Linked DNA regions of Sus scrofa: region 2 is linked to region 1. Evidence: chromatin contacts called from public Hi-C data. All regions are on one chromosome and are shown on one strand. The core of a region is the stretch at or near the end of the contact, and the rest is flanking DNA. Distances in the headings are between cores, read along the strand shown.

Evidence for each region. A called contact is a pair of places that touch in the nucleus more often than the background predicts.
Region 2: a Hi-C map of alveolar macrophages shows a contact between it and region 1, with 2.6 times the contacts expected there. The contact joins the promoter of ZNF389 here to the promoter of ZNF165 in region 1. A contact is called at or near these places in 11 of 47 Hi-C or Micro-C datasets (adipose tissue, alveolar macrophages, blood and 5 more) and 2 of 2 datasets of contacts at active chromatin or transcription factors (alveolar macrophages and skeletal muscle).

The regions. Positions count from the first base shown.
Region 1 is chr7:21,934,515-21,937,568 of Sscrofa11.1, forward strand. ZNF165 (zinc finger protein 165) reads left to right here and starts at 1,638. Exons shown (of 4, transcript XM_005665673.3): 1 at 1,638-1,733.
Region 2 is chr7:22,005,729-22,008,782 of Sscrofa11.1, forward strand. It overlaps ZNF389 (zinc finger protein 389), which reads left to right and starts at 1,656. Exons shown (of 2, transcript NM_001145130.1): 1 at 1,656-1,704.

The sequences.
Region 1 (3,054 bases), core at 388-2,887:
ATGGCTCAGTGGCTAAAAAACCCAACTAGCATCCATGAGGGTGCAGGTTCAATCCTTGGCCTCACTCAGTGGGTTAATAATCCGGCGTTGCCATGAGCTATGGTGTAGGTGGCAGTACAGCTCAGATCTGGTGTTGCAGTGGCTGTGGTGTAGGCTGGTGGCTACAGCTGCAACTGGACCCCTAGCCTGGGAGTTTCCATAGGCCATGGATCTGGCCCTAAAAGACAAAAAAAAAAAGAAAAGAAAAAGACAAGTACTGTATAATATCATTTATCTAAATGATAATCTAAATAAAACACACTAGTGAATATAACCAAAAAAAAAAAAAAAGACTTACAGATATAGAGAACAAACTAGTGGTTACCAGTGGAAACAGGGAAGTGGGGAGGGGCCAGTTATGAGAAGAGGATTAAGAGGTCCAAACTACTGTATGTAAAATAAATAAGATGGAATTCCTTCATGACCTAGAGGGTTAAGGATTCGGTGTTGTCACTGCTGTGGCTTGGGTCACTGCTGTGATACAAGCTCCAGTCCTTCCGCATGCCTACAACGTGGCCAAAAATAAATAAATAAGCTACAAGTATATATGGTTCAGCACAGGGAATACAGCCAATATTGTAAATGGAGTACAACCTTTAAAATTGTGAATAACTATGTTGTACACTCGAAACCTATATAATATTGCACATCAACTATATCTCAATTAAAAAGAATTGTTAAATAAATAAATGAGATGATAGTAGAAGATCCACATAAGAAAAAAAATGATATTCTGATTTATAAAACAAAAACAGTATCACTCCAAATGTTCTAATTGAGACCGGACTGTGGAGGATACAGGTAGAAGCAGAGGCCTCACTTAACAGGTTATTTTAGTTCAGAAGAGAGACAACAGCGTATCAGCCTGTCTTTAGAAGAATGGATGAACACGATGTTATAGTCACAACTGCAACGTTACACAGTAATGAAAGTTAATTTTAACTCAACAATTTCGATAAATCTTGGTAACAAATTGCTGAGTGTAAAGAAGCAAATATCAATTACCAATGACACGATGCCTTTTAGTGAGAAACAACTAAAATTAAAAGCATATGTTGTTTGACCTTAAGTATATACCAAACAGAACTATCTTTTTAACAAGGGAACAGAAAATTTTTAATAGTGGTTACCTCAGATTATAGGAGATACGGAGGGAGACAAGAGAAGGAGTTGTAGTAATGGTTAAGTTATTGTCAATGTTCTAGTTCTTAAAGATTTGGTAACGGATTCGAGAATGTTCACACTTTCGGGTCATGAATAGAAGTCTTGAGCCAGGCGTTACAGTTAATCCTACTGTGTATATCTGCGTTCCACCTGGGTTGGAGGATAAATCAAGGGTTCGAGGGAAAAAAGCCTCCTGGAGTCCAAAAGTGAAGTCTGAACTGCATCCCCCTGCATGGGTTTCCATTTCACCACCTTAGACTGAAGTCAAGGACGAGGCCACATGGGAGCGGTAGAGAAAAGTTTACTACTACCATAAAAAACTCTGAGAACTTTAAGACCGGGACGAAAATACCCGGGAAATGGAGTCCGAGCGCCTGAGGAAACCCGAAGACTTCTGGGAATCGCAGTCCAAAACCCGCCAGTCTCCTACTGCGCAGCCTCAAAAGTCTCCGTGGAAGGAAGCCTTGAGAGACAGTGCAGCGCCGTCCTTCCACCGGAAGTGTCCGATCGGAACCAGCCCTGCGGGAGAGGTGAGTCCGGGTCCGGGGACCCAGGTGTCTGGCCCTTTGTCCCCTCCAAACACCCAGTCCCTATCATGTTCCCTTCGGAAATGCAGCAGCCCCGTGGCGCTCTGGACCCGAGACCTCAGAGGAATCCCAAGGAAAGGTGGAACTAGGGTTGGCCTTGGGAGAGCTTTCTCGCCCGCCTATTTCGGGAGGGAAATGAAGGTTTCCATGGTTACCCCCGCCGCGCGTGACGTCATCGTTGAGGGCTGCGGGGCGTGGTTTGGGGGGCGGCGAGCTGTTTGGTTCTCCGATTCCAGGGTAACTGGTAAGAGAAGTGGATTGACCCAGTCGAGACGGAAGGGGAAGGGGGATTTCTGTTTCAGAAGAAACTGCCCCAGGGTCTGTCCCCGACTCCTGCTTTTCATGGGAGAAGTAACCCGCCTTTGAGTAGGAAAAGTAGGGTCGGTCAGCCCGGCATCCTCGTGAAATTTCCTCACACAGTAAATATTTAATGAGTTATTTCTTGTGTACCGGGGATGCCGTGAAACCTGTACTGAACCCCTGCCCTCTTTCTAGAGTTCAAAACAGGACATCACAGCAGGTAGTTGTAAGACTGGAAAGTGCCTCAATATGAGAAAGACAAGGTGCTGTGGGAGCCTTTCTCAGCAAGTACTTTGAATTCCCTCCTCTACTCTGTGACCTTTTGGATTTCCCCTAACTCCTATCCCTCCTCCAACAAAACTCTTCCTCTTCCTCTCTATCCCAACATAAACTCCGGGGACCTACTCCTCCAACCAGAACCCTACACTTTTCCGAACTTCCACCTTTCCCAATGTAACTAATTACTCCTTACTGTCTGTTGGAATAGCATTTGTTTACATCCTGCTTACGTTTTTTGGTAACTCTTCTCCAACCCGATGGTCGTAAAGCATTGGATTCTCCATAAATATTTATTATCTTGAGGTTAGTAAGACATTTGACACCTGGCTTTAGGGAAAATATATCAAATCAAATTATCTTGAGAACAAATAGTTTTATCTAGAGTTTTGAACTGTTTTAAGTGGATGAGAAGTGATTAGACACCTGGAGACAGAACTTTCAGCTATCTGAGGAGATGACATGTAGAATCAGTTACTTAGCATGAATTTTTTTTTTTTTTTTTTTTTTTGCCTTTTTAGGGCCTAACCCTCAGCATATGGAAATTTCCCAGGCTAGGGGTTAAATGGGAGCTACAGCTGCCCACCTACACCCCAGCCACAGCAACACAGGATCTGAGCCACAACTGTGACCTATACCACAGCTCACCACATCGCCAGCTCCTTAACCCACTGAGGGAGGCCAAGGA
Region 2 (3,054 bases), core at 406-2,905, 71 kb after region 1:
AAAGAATAGGTTTAACCAGAGAAGTGAGAAAACACTCAAAAGGAAAACAAACGAGACCAAATAGTAATAGTTTAGTCATTAAACAAAGTCAAGGGCTTAGTTCCTCCTCAAGGGCTATACATAATATTCTGAGCCATATCCTGTGAGCCAAAACCCGCATCAGGTAGAAGGTCACTGCACGATGACCAGACTGTAGCCTTGACATAAGCCGCCCACAATTCCAATTGGCCTCAAAGAAACGAGGACAAACCAGCCCTGGAACTGAAGACTAACTATTCTTAAACAATCAAGATGATGCTGATCAGACCACCATATGACCAATTTCAAGATGACTGTCAGAGGTGATCATGCTGCTTCTGCCTATGAAAGCTCTTGCCTACTGATTGTCAGTGGAGGGAGTCAGACTTGGTAAAGGAGTAGCCTTCCCTCCCCCATCACCAGCCTCCGAAATAAAGCAAACTTTCCTTTCCACAGATCTTGCCTCTTTATTGGCCTTAGAGTGGTGGAGCAGCCCAACCCTTTCATAACGTTTGCTTCTATTTCCTTTTTTTTTTTTTTTTTTTTTTGTCTTTTTATTTTTTTAAGGGCCTTGCCCACGGGATATGGAAGTTCCCAGGCTAGGCGTTGAATTGGAGCTGCAGCTGCTGGCCAGAGCCACAGCCACAGCCACCACGACTCGGGATCCAAGCCACATCTGTAATCTACACCACAGCTCATGGTAATGCCAGATCATTGACCCACTAAGTGAGGCCAGGGATTGAACCTGCATCCTCATGGATACTAGTTGGGTTCATAACTCACTGAGCCACAATGGGAACTCCCAACATTTGCATCTATTTCTGAACTTTCTATTCTGTATCATTTGTATGTCTATCTCACCTACCAGTACTACACTGTTTAATTATTAAGGCTTTATAATATGTTTAAAATCCTTTAGGACAAGTGCCCCTTCATCTCCCTTCTTTTTCAGTTTGCCCAGGCAGTCTTCAACTCCAAAAATCTACTTATTAAAGATTTGAATTGTTATTTGAATAGCGCTAAATTTACAATTAATATAGGGGAGGTCTCTGGTGGCCCAGTGGTTAGGGACTTGGCTTGTCACTTTTGTGGCCCGGGTTGGATCCCTGGCCTGGGAACTTCCGAATGCTTCAGACTTGGCCAAAAAAAAACAAACAAAGCACAACAAATTAATATGGGGATTACTTTCTGAGACTTAAGCCCTCAGGAGCTATATTTGCTGGTCCCCCTGGAAGGAACTGGACTGTTACAGATCTAGGTTCAAATTTCACCTCTGCTCTTTTATTAGTTGTCCAGCTCAGAAAAGTTATCTGTTTGGTGGCATTCCCCGACGGTTGTGGATGTTCCCAGACCACTGACCAGAGCAACAGCGACAATTCGGGATCCTTAACCTGCTGAGCCACCAGGAAACTCTTCGGGTTTCTTATATATGAGAGGAGGACTGTAACGTCTGCTCTGCAGGATTAAGGGAGGTAAAAAACCTAAAATGCCTTCTGGGTAAATAGAACCCTTTCCTCTCTCCTTTCAGGTCGTCGGCTCACGAACCACCGAACCACCGAGAGGGAAGCCTCCAGGATCCTAGAGCGACCACCAGGTGCCGGGGGGCGGGGTTCCGCGGAAGTCGACCTCTGCAGGCCAGTGCAGGCGTTAAACGGACAGTGAGGTCACGAGATCACAGTTTTCCAGGTAAGTGCTCCCTCGTCTTTTCCCTCGGGTTTGGAGTGAGCGCTGGGGCGAAGAGCCACAGAGGGGGTGACTGCGCGCTGCGGCTCCTTGCCTCATGCCCCTCGATCCGGCGCCCGACCCGTGTCCTCCACCGTCTTCGCCTGCTCCTCCCTTCTCTTTTGCTCCCTTTTTCTTCCCCTTTTCTCCGCCCTCCCCCCTCTTCTGTCCCTTCCTCTGGGCCGTTGCTGTGCTAATATTGCCACCTCCCCAGAGACACCCCCCCCCCGCGCCCCCGAGTTCCCCACCTGCAGCTCAGAGGCTCGGAGGACTCACCGTCTAGCGAGTGACCCCCTTGGCTTTTCCGGCCGGGTCCCGATTTCCCGGCGCGGGAAAGGGAGGGACGGAGAGGGAGATCTTTTCTCTTGTCCCTGGGCCCTTCGCTCTCCTTTGTGTTGTTGTAATCTTGGTAGCTGAGGGACCTTTGGCAACTTTACTTAGATGTTCTTGAAATATTTTCGTTTTGCCTCAAAGAGAAAGTCAGTTTAGCTGAATGTTCTGTTCATGGAAACTCTTCTTTTGGTATCTATATTCCGTTCCGCTTCGCCCCCCATCCTTTTTCTTGAGTTTCAAAGATGAGAGCAAATGTCTTTCGCGTTGATAGCTTTTCTTCGAAATTAAAAATATTAAGGTATCTGATAACAGCTCAGAAAGGTACTTGGTACATAATTGTAGCCTTAAGATATTTTACTCAGGAAAAAAATCATTTATTTTTCTTTGTAGTTTCCTGAAGTTAGTATCAGCAGTTTGGGGCTGGGAGGGGAGTATATTAGGGAAAAGAGGGCGCATTGAGGCAGCTAACCGCAGGAAAGGCTAATTCAAGTGTGAGCAAGCTACAGAACAGAAGGGGTTTGGGTAGGACCAGCTGCTTCCATGGTAACCATGTTCCTGGACTCTAGGCTAGGGTTCATTTGCGTGTGACCTGCGCCCTGAGTGAACCTTTTTCAAACCTGATAGAACAGCATCACTCAGAAATGGTACAATTCCTAAGCCGTGGAGGGTGTAGTGTCCATGACAGTAAACCTGTGCTTGATTTGTGGGGCTTGAAACTGATTTAAGAAAATCAGAGGCTCTACTTGTTTGGGTAAAGAAGTACTGGAAGGAGTTCCCATTGTTGCGCAGCAGCAGCGAATCTGGCTAGTAACCATGAGGTTCTGGGCTTGATCCCTGGCCTGTTAAGGATCAGGCATTGCCGTGAGCTGTGTGTAGGTCACAGACACAGATCAGATCCAGCGTGGCTGTGGCTGTGGCTGTGGCATAGGCTGGTGGATACAGACCCTCCTTCCTACAGGAGGCTTGTGTTAAACTTTGGCG